Regions from separate parts of the Zea mays genome. Here region 2 is linked to region 1. The links are chromatin contacts, called in public Hi-C maps. All regions are on one chromosome and are shown on one strand. The core of a region is the stretch at or near the end of the contact, and the rest is flanking DNA. Distances in the headings are between cores, read along the strand shown. Region 1 holds the start of LOC100217046. Region 2 has its middle 74 kb from the start of LOC100277777.

Region 1 (4,954 bases), core at 246-2,745:
AGCCGCATGAGGGCAGCCTCCAGTTTCCACTGCACGTATACGTTCTTCAGGGAGCGCTCCATGTTTAATTAAGAATTCTCCATCTTCTTTTGTGAATATATCATTTGTGACCTGAATGTGAAGAGAACAAATAGAAAAGGCTCATTGTAGATATTCTATGTTCTGGAAATTTTCGCAAGAAGAAAAACTACTTTATTTCTATATCAGTGCATCGCACAGGTAAAATCACTGATTAAGAAAGTGAAAGACGCTTTGGTTTAAGTTGAATTATCAGAAATATGACAAATAAAACCTGCTTTATTTTACAAGTGAAAAGTCTGAAGATGAGAAGCAAAACTGAAGCACTGGGTTATAGGTGAATATCTCGAAACTATATGACCAGGCATGCAGAAAATCTTATGTAGCATTGCATTTTCAGTTCGGTGAGGAAACCAGATCGCTTCTGTAGAAGAATAAGAGGGCAGAGTGCCACGTACAGCTGCAAGACTATACTTGTCGCGTAGAAATCTGCACAATGCTAGCATGAGGGCAGTTTTCCTGAATAAGGAAAAAAATGTTCAAAAAAGTGTCAGGATCCATATAACTGAAAGTGTAGCTGGTGCTGGTCAATGCACAGACAATGAAGTTTATTGGTTTCAGTAGTAGAATGTTATTCAGGCTACTAATCTACAGGATGATTATGCGTACATGCAATGTTCCAAATTAATCATATCAACTAACCACTCCAAATGTCAGGACGGAGCTTCAGGAACAAAACCAACGAAAGGGTATGAATCAGCACAAGCAAGCGCTTTATCGACAAAGATCCCATCGATGTCCAGAAGCCTCCATCAAGAACAAACCTAACCCCAGATTAAGCTGCAATTTGCACCGGTGCAAGTAGGAATTACGAAAGAAACTTCACACAGATGTCGTGGAGGCGCGTCTCTCTCCGGCCGCCACAATTTCACATCTTCCGCCAAGTAACCGCACCGGAATTATGAGATGTAAATGTAGGCTACCAGCCTACCAGAGATTGGAATTTGGAAGGAGTAAAAGCAAGTAGTAGAAAGCATCCGAGCTCACCCGGTGCCTACGGGGCCGCCAATGCCGACGGTGAAGGCGCGGTCAGCGAAGTCGCGCGAGGCGAGCGGCGGCGCGCGCTTGGTGAAGTCGCCGGGGGAGTAGATGGGCTCGTGGGAGTGGGGCGCGAGGCCGTCGTGGGAGTGCCACACGCGTCCGTCCTCCCCTACCCACGATCCCCCAGCCGCATGGCCACCGCCGTCCCTGAAAGCGCAGCAAATTAAATGCCACACCAAGAGCGCGTCGAGTCAGATGTGCAGACAGCGACCGAGATCGCGGAATTCTAGGAGCGATGGCACGCGCGCGCGCACCCGTGGGAATGGTGGTGGTGGTCGTCGTGGGAGTGGGAGTGGTGATGATCATGAGACGCCATGGCTGGGACTGGGAGCTTGGAGGTGGAATCGGAAGGGAGGCTGGACTCTGGAGGTTTTCAGATAAGAGAGGTGGCGGATCGGAGCGCAGGTTCCGTGAGGAGCTAGCTTGCTAGACTAGTCTGAAGATGCTCGTTGATTTCGGGTGTGGCGGAAGAAGTGGACCAATTCAGAATGGGCCGATCGCGGGGCTCCCAGCTGCGGTTATTTCCGCAACATAGAGAAATGGGCCGTTAGGAAGATAGACCGTTTGAGGCGCTGACGCACTCAGGGAGGCCGTGGATTAGAGGAGGCGTGACGGAATGCGATGCGAGTATCCTATCAATCTGTTCGGAGTATGACTGTGCCTGGAGTCAAATTTAAGAAATGTGCTGAATTAGCAAAAGTACAGACCAAAGCATTTTTAACCCTTGATGTTTGCACTAGGTGGAATTCAACATACCTTATGCTAAATATTGCACAACAATATGAAAAGGCATTTGAAAGGTATAGTGATGAAGATCCATACTATAGGCTAGATTTAGAAGGTGAAAATGGCCTCGGTGTTCCTGAGAAATCAGATTGGGAAAAGGCAAGAAAAATGGCTGAATTCCTAGAGCACTTCTATGAACTTACCCTTCGTGTTTCAGTCACAAGTAAACCAACCTCACATTCTTACTTCCACGAGATTGCTGATGTTTTGGTTTTATTGCGAGAGTGGTGTCGTAGCGAAGACAACTTATGTGCTGAAATGGACAAGAGAATGATTGCAAAATATTATAAATATTGGGGGGAGAAGTACGGAGAGAAACTCAACTTGGCTGTTTTTTCTGTGTTGCAATTTGAAAGGGAATTAGGCTTACACCTAGTTCCTAAATAATTTTGGTGGTTGAATTGCTCAACACAAATATTGGACTGACTAGTTTGCTCTAGTGTATAAGTTATACAGGTGCAAAAGGTTCACATCTAGCCAATAAAAAGACCAAGTGTTGGATTCAACAAAGGAGCAATAAGGCAACCGAGGGCACCTCTGGCTGGAGGCACCGGACTGTCCGGTGTGCACCGGACAGTGTCCGGTGCGCCCGTAGACTTCGTTTTCTACCCTTCGCCAGAGGACTTCGACTTCAACCCTTCGCCCTCGGGAATTCGCGGAGGCCGGCGCGCTATAATTCACCGGACTGTCCGGTGTGCACCGGACATGTCCGGTGCGCCAACGAACCGCGGCCTCCGGAACTCGTCATCCTCGGGTTTTCACGACAGCCGCTCCGCTATAATTCACCGGACTGTCCGGTGTGCACCGGACTGTCCGGTGTGCCAGCGGAGCAACGGCTCTCTGCGGCGCCAACGGCTCCCTGCGGAGCATTAAATGCGCGCGCAGCGCGCGCAGACGTCAGGGCTGCCCATACCGGTGCACCGGACATCAAACAGTGCATGTCCGGTGTGCACCGGACACCTCGGCGGGCCCACAAGTCAGAAGCTTCAACGGTCAGAATCCAACGGCAATGGTGACGTGGCAGAGGCACCGGACTGTCCGGTGCGCCATCGAACAGAGGCTGCCAGCAACGGTCACTTTTGGTGGTTGGGGCTATAAATACCCCAACCATCCCACATTCATTGCCATCCAAGTTTTCCACTTCTCAACTACTACAAGAGCTCTAGCATTCAAATCTAGACACACCAAATAGATCAAATCCTCTCCAATTCCACTCAAGCCCTTAGTGACTAGCGAGAGTGATTTGCTTGTGTTCTTTCGAGCTCTTGCGCTTGGATCGCATTCTTTTCTTTCTCATTTATTCTTGTGATCATACTCAATTGTAACCAAGGCAAGAGGCACCAATTGTGTGGTGGCCCTTGCGGGGAAGTTTTGTTCCCGGTTGATTGAGAAGAAGAGAAAGCTCACTCGATCCGTGGGATCGTTTGAGAGAGGGAAAGGGTTGAAAAAGACCCGGCCTTAGTGGCCTCCTCAACGGGGAGTAGGTTTGCGAGAACCGAACCTCGGTAAAACAAATCCGCGTGTCACACTCTTATTTGCTTACGATTTGTTTTGCGCCCTCTCTCGCGGACTCGTTTATATTTCTAACGCTAACCCGGCTTGTAGTTGTGATTATTTTTGTAAATTTCAGTTTCGCCCTATTCACCCCCCCCCCCCTCTAGGCGACTATCAATTGGTATCAGAGCCCGGTTCTTCATTAGAGCCTAACCGCTCGAAGTGATGTCGGGAGATCACGCCAAGAAGGAGATGGAGACCGGCGATAAGCCCACTACAAGCTAAGGGAGCACTTCATCGGAAGAGTCCCGCACCAAGAGAAGGGAGAAGAAGAAGAACTCCTCCAAGCGGAAGGAGAAAAGATCTCCCTCTTCTCACCACAAGGAGAAGAAGGAAAAATCCTCTTCTCACAAGCCGCATCGGAGTGGGGACAAGCCCAAGAGGATGAGGAAGGTGGTCTACTATGAGACCGACACTTCATCGACATCTACCTCCGGCTCCGACGCGGCGTCCGTCACTTCTAAACGCCAAGAGCGTAAGAAGTATAGTAAGATTCCCCTACGCTATCCTCGTGTTCCTAAACATACACCTCTACTTTCCGTCCCATTAGGTAAACCACCAACTTTTAATGGTGAAGATTATGCTATGTGGAGTAATTTAATGCGATTTCATCTAACCTCTCTCCACAAGAGTATATGGGATGTTGTTGAGTATGGTGTACAGGTACCATCTATAGGGGATGAGGACTATGACACGGACGAAGTGGCCCAAATCGAGCACTTCAACTCCCAAGCCGCAACCATCCTCCTTGCCTCCCTAAGCAAGGAGGAATACAACAAAGTACAAGGGTTGAAGAACGCCAAAGAGATTTGGGATCTTCTCAAGACGGCGCACGAAGGTGATGAACTCACCAAGATCACCAAGCGGGAAACGATCGAGGGGGAGCTCGGTCGCTTCCGTCTTCGCCAAGGGGAGGAGCCACAAGACATGTACAACCGGCTCAAGACCTTGGTGAACCAAGTGCGCAACCTCGGGAGTACAAAATGGGATGACCACGAAGTGGTTAAGGTTATTCTAAGAGCTCTTATTTTCCTTAACCCCACACAAGTTCAATTAATTCGTGGTAATCCAAGATATCCACTAATGACCCCCGAGGAAGTCATCGGGAATTTTGTTAGTTTTGAATGCATGATTAAGGGCTCCAAGAAGATCAACGAGCTTGACGAGCCTTCCACATCCGAGGCGCAACCGGTGGCCTTTAAGGCAACGGAGGAGAAGAAGGAGGAGTCTACACCAAGTAGACAACCAATTGACGCCTCCAAGCTCGACAATGAGGAGATGGCCCTAATCATCAAAAGCTTTAGGCAAATCCTCAAGCAATGGAAGGGGAAGGACTACAAACCTCGTTCCAAGAAGGTTTGCTACAAGTGTGGTAAGCCCGGTCACTTCATTGCAAAATGTCCTATGTCTAGTGACAGTGACAGGGGCGACGACAAGAAGGGAAGAAGAAAGGAGAAGAAGAAATACTACAAGAAGAAGGGCGGCGATGCCCATG
Region 2 (4,965 bases), core at 2,372-4,871, 80 kb before region 1:
TAAAAAGCGAAACTGTTACAAGAGATTAAAAACGACAAAAAACACTTCTGGCTGCTGTCAGGGTAGGATAATTGTTCCTTATTAAAAAGAAAATAATACTGAATGCGAAAAACTGATGTCAGGGTAGGATATTTGTCAGTAAATGTGCTTCAACTCTGGCACATTGCTATTGACTGTGCGTGCTTCGGACTCTTCTCTGAAGTCCCGTTGAAGGTGAGTGTGCTGACTCCCTTCTGGCTGCTGGCCTCATTGCGTTGGTGGTGGAGGTAGAGGCTGTTGCCAAGATGCTTGGGGTTGGCTTGCCGAAGCAACAGAAGCTGCAGGGTGGTTGCCTACATATTCTAGAATATAAGGTGAATGGTACGAAGCAGTATGCATGACTTGCTTCGGCTGACTCTGTTGCACTGCAGCTTCTGCTATCTCCTTTTGCTTCTGGATGGTAACATGGCACATCCTGGTGGTATGGCCCTTGTCCTCACCACAGAATAGACAATAAATTTTCCTTAGCTGATCCCCAAATCTTCCTCCGAAGCCTCTGGCGCCTCTGCCCCTTGGAGCTGGCGGCCGGAAAGAGCTTTGCTACTGCCCCGAAGCTTGCGAGGAGTACTGTGGCCTTTGCTGTTGACTCCCTCTATCATCACTCTGAGCAGAGTTGTGAATTGACCTGACGTGCCTCGGATGGAATCTTCCTCCGAAGCCCCTGGTCATTTCAGAGAACCTGTATGCTTCCTCCCTTCTTTGGCGGAAGTCATTGTCAGCTCTAATATACTCGTCCATCTTCTGGAGCAGCTTCTCCAAAGTTTGAGGAGGCTTCCTTGCAAAGTATTGAGCTGAAGGTCCCGGCCGAAGCCCCTTAATCATGGCCTCAATGACAATTTCATTGGGCACTGTTGGTGCCTGTGCCCTCAGACGCAGGAACCTTCGGACATACGCCTGAAGGTATTCTTCGTGGTCCTGGGTGCACTGAAATAAAGCTTGAGCAGTGACCGGCTTCGTTTGAAACCCTTGGAAGCTGGTTATCAGCATGTCCTTCAGCTTTTGCCATGAGGTGATTGTTCCTGGCCGAAGAGAGGAGTACCAGGTTTGCGCAACACTCTTGATAGCCATGACGAAAGACTTTGTCATGACTGCAGTATTGCCACCATACGAAGATATGGTTGCTTCATAACTCATCAAGAATTGCTTCGGGTCTGAATTACCATCGTACATGGGGAGCTGAGATGGCTTGTAAGACTGGAGCCAAGGTGTAGCCTGCAGTTCTGTTGACAGAGGAGAAGTATCATCAAAAGCAAAATTTCCATGATGGAAATCTTCATACCAGTCGTCCTCGTTGTAGAAGCCCTCCTGATGAAGCTCTCTGCGCGGAGGCCTTCGGTTCTGGTCATCTTGAGCAAGATGACGAACTTCTTCAGAGGCTTCGTCTATCTGCCTTTGTAGGTCAGCTAGACGAGCCATCTTTTCCTTCTTTCGTTGGACCTGTTGATGGAGCATCTCCAAGTTTTGGATTTCTTGATCCAAGTCGTCCTCCGGAGGCGTTGGACTGGTGGCCTTCCTCTTCTGGCTTCGGGCCTCCCTAAGAGAAAGGACATCCTGATTGGGGTCCAGCGGCTGCAGAGTGGCAGCCCCTGTTGCTGAAACTTTCTTCGGTGGCATGACGAAGGTGATGCTTGCCGAAGGTGTTCAAAACTCAAAAAATGTACGTGAGTTCACCGGAGGTGGGCGCCAATGTTAGGGACTTTTCTCAAATGCTAAGAGTTAAGAACAAGGCAACATAAAAAGTGTTAAATATAAAGGTCCTTCGTCCTTCAAGACTTTATATCCCTTCGGACATAATGAATTTCGGACGAAGGTTATGAAGAAAGAGACCTTCGTAAACTCGATAAATGATAAGAAAGAATTCGTATAAGAAATACAAACAATAATATAAATATTATTATCAACTTATTTTTATTTGCACTATCATATTCATAATAACAAATTATACATGTACCTTCGGATTGACGGAAAATAAAGGTACAGGCGTAATGCGAAAAGCGAATGCCAAGTCAGCGTGAACAGTACGGGAGTACTGTTCATCTATTTATAGGCAAGGGACGCGGCCCGTGTAGAATTACATTAATGCCCTTTACATTTATCAATAACTCTATAGTAATTCTTCGGGGTCTAATTTGCCTTTTCATCTTTAAGTCGGTTCCCCTTTTCTGCTGTCATGTCGTAGCTTCGTGATCATCTTATCCTTCGTCATAATCGCCTTCCGTCTCACTCAAGCTTCGTCCTGACCGTACTCTTGTATACTCATAACCCGATTCTGAAGATACCTGTTCACATATTTCACTTGGAAAACATTGTCAAATCATGTTTTTGAGGACCTTCGGAAGCCGAAGGCCCCCAACACATAATTACTAACATACCTTTCCTTTAGTTTTAAAAACGGGGCAATAGATATAAATTACATGAAACCAATAAGGATATGACGTAATTAAACAATTAAAAACTGTTTTTAGCTTAGCTTCTTATGTGCAATCAGGTCTTATGTGCAAGTATACAAACGAGTCTCTTAGTCCACTAACTGTAGACATAATTATGATTGGTTAGGTTTTTTTAAAATCTACCCGAGATTATGGTGGATGTAAGCGTTAAATGTGATACACACAAATGATATGATTACGCATTAGTTGTTGGCTATAGTGCCAAGTGCCAACTGCGAAGTATGCAATTGTCACCGAGAGGTCGAGACTAAGGCTGTCCGCAGCCACGGACGGTAAACACAACTCTAAAGGTATAGAGTCAACAAATGTGCTGCAGCGGGGAAACTTCAGCCCGACGCTAAATGCAACAGTAGCTGGGAAAACTCTAAATCTAGCGCACTCTTCCGCCCAACTCTATAGTCTCTCTCATCTTCTTTGCATGGCACAACGTACACAGTGGTAGGCAGGCGCGGTGGAGGTGGGCCCGGGCACAGTGGCAGGCGCGGTGGGGGCTGGGAGGGGATAGAATAGTGTGGGGTATAGGGTAGATATATAGAGTAATTGTGACCGCGGAGAATTGTTGAATAAAGTAGAGAATCTCGCTGACCATGATGAAATATTCGCCTAACGGCGCGCGCCATCGCCGCAGTTCAGCCGCTCGCCGTCGCCGGAGAGGGCAAGGGCAGGACCGTCCACGCGCATCTCCCTCGACTTGTTTCACGCGCGCACACACCCACGCCACCCTGCTGCACCGCGCACATATTGGCCCTGTTTGTTTCGGCTTCTGACAGCTTCTGGCCATCAAAAGCTGCTGCGGACTACCAAACGCTCAGCTTTTGAGCCAGCTTCTATAAAATTCGTTGGAACAAAAACCATTCAAAATCAACATAAACACATAATCGGTTGAGTCGTTGTAATAGTAGGAATCCGTCACTTTCTAGATCTTGAGTCCTATGAACAACTTTGTCTTCCCCCACACGTAATCGTAATGATACTCAGATTCTCTCCACAGTCAGATTCTCCCTACAGCCAGATTTTCAAAAAATCTGGTCAGAAAAAAGCTGAAACAAACAGCCCCAAGCCCCAAGTAACCCAAGGGGACGCCGCCTCTGCTCCTCCGCCGCCCACTCTTCTCCCCCTCCTTGCCTGCGGATTGGGGCGACAGGGGTTGGCGATGCCGGAGGTCAATGCCGGCGCGCTGGCGCAGGCGGAGCAGAGGAAGAAGGCGGGGAGGTCGGTTCCAGAGCGTGGAAAGGTTGCTTCTTATCTCTTCTCTGCCGCCCGGTGTTGGTGCCATCGACAACGCTCGTATGGGACGACTGGCTGGATAAGGATGCGGCCTCTCCGGATTTTGGCATCGGCAGGAAAGGATGGATTTGGGTTTTGATCCTGAGTTGCTTGCTTGCAGCGCGATAGAGATTAAGAGATACGAGTTGTTAGTCCTCCCCAGAGTCCGAAGCAAGCTACTAGGTTTTCAGTTTCAGATCCCCGAAAAATACGGTTGTTGTTTTGACGCCAACCGATATACGCGGCAGGAGTACCACGCGACGCTGGTATTGGATTCGCGTGACTTGGGTATGTATGTTTATCCAATCTTCCTAATCCAAGCCGCAGGAGTATTTATTTATTTCCTTCATTTTGTGGACGGACTACTACGGACTACTACGTATATATAAATCCTACGAGCCGACTGCTGCCTAGTTATCATTACCATCGGTGATCTCTTACCGTCCCCATCTACCAAAACTCGCAGAACCCACCAGACATGGAGTCCTTCAGCGACGCCGACAGATACATACCCCAAGAGATCATCGGCAGAGGCAGCTACGGGGTCGTTTGCTCAGCTATTGACCGGCGCACCGGCGAGAAGGTCGCGATCAAGAAAATAGGAGGCGTCTTCGATGACCTGTCCGACGCCGCCAGGACCCTCCGGGAGATCAAGCTGCTCCGGCTGTTACGACACCCTGACATTGTCGAGATCAAGCATGTCATGTTGCCTCCGGCTAGGAGGGACTACAAAGACATTTATGTCGTGTTTGAATTGATGGAGGCCGACCTTCACCAGGTTATCAAGGCTAACCCTGACCTGACGACAGAGCACCACCAGTACTTTCTCTATCAGATGCTGCGTGCGTTGAAGTATATGCATGCTGGTACGCACACGCCTCTAACGATTTCCTTATCTCAGCCTCAAAGGTCTTCTGATCAATGCACATTGACGGTGTGATGTGCTGCTTTCTTTATGTTCTAAGGGGGGATGAAATTTATTGACATCCCCTGTGCCTATTAGATGAAAGTGTACGTGTACCTTAGATAATTACTATCAGATCTTTTTCGTTTCTTTTGTTTAAATCCTTATTTAAATTCTGCTAGCGCTGATTTCACTTATGCCCCGTTTGGTTTCTTCTAATTTAATTACATTCTAATAATAGCAATTTAGGCAAATATCAATTAAGCTAATATGATTTTATGCTAAATATATTTGTATACTATTATT

The links. A called contact is a pair of places that touch in the nucleus more often than the background predicts.
Region 2: a contact with region 1 is called in a Hi-C map of endosperm, with 6 times the contacts expected there. The contact joins the enhancer-like site here to the promoter of LOC100217046 in region 1. A contact is called at or near these places in 16 of 25 Hi-C or Micro-C datasets (bundle sheath, ear, endosperm and 5 more) and 1 of 3 datasets of contacts at active chromatin or transcription factors (leaf).

The regions. Positions count from the first base shown.
Region 1 is chr8:71,802,304-71,807,257 of Zm-B73-REFERENCE-NAM-5.0, reverse strand. LOC100217046 reads right to left here and starts at 1,495. Exons shown (of 8, transcript NM_001143418.1): 1 at 1,374-1,495; 2 at 1,066-1,266; 3 at 721-858; 4 at 477-537; 5 at 1-111. The coding sequence starts at 524.
Region 2 is chr8:71,884,222-71,889,186 of Zm-B73-REFERENCE-NAM-5.0, reverse strand. It overlaps the pseudogene LOC103635340. Among protein-coding and RNA genes, the nearest start is that of LOC100277777, 74 kb to the right of the region's middle. Within about 2 kb of position 3,621, at least 5 of the 20 cell types and tissues checked have an H3K27ac peak or open chromatin away from gene starts, as enhancers often do. A contact at or near this core is called in endosperm and root tip, where this site is marked.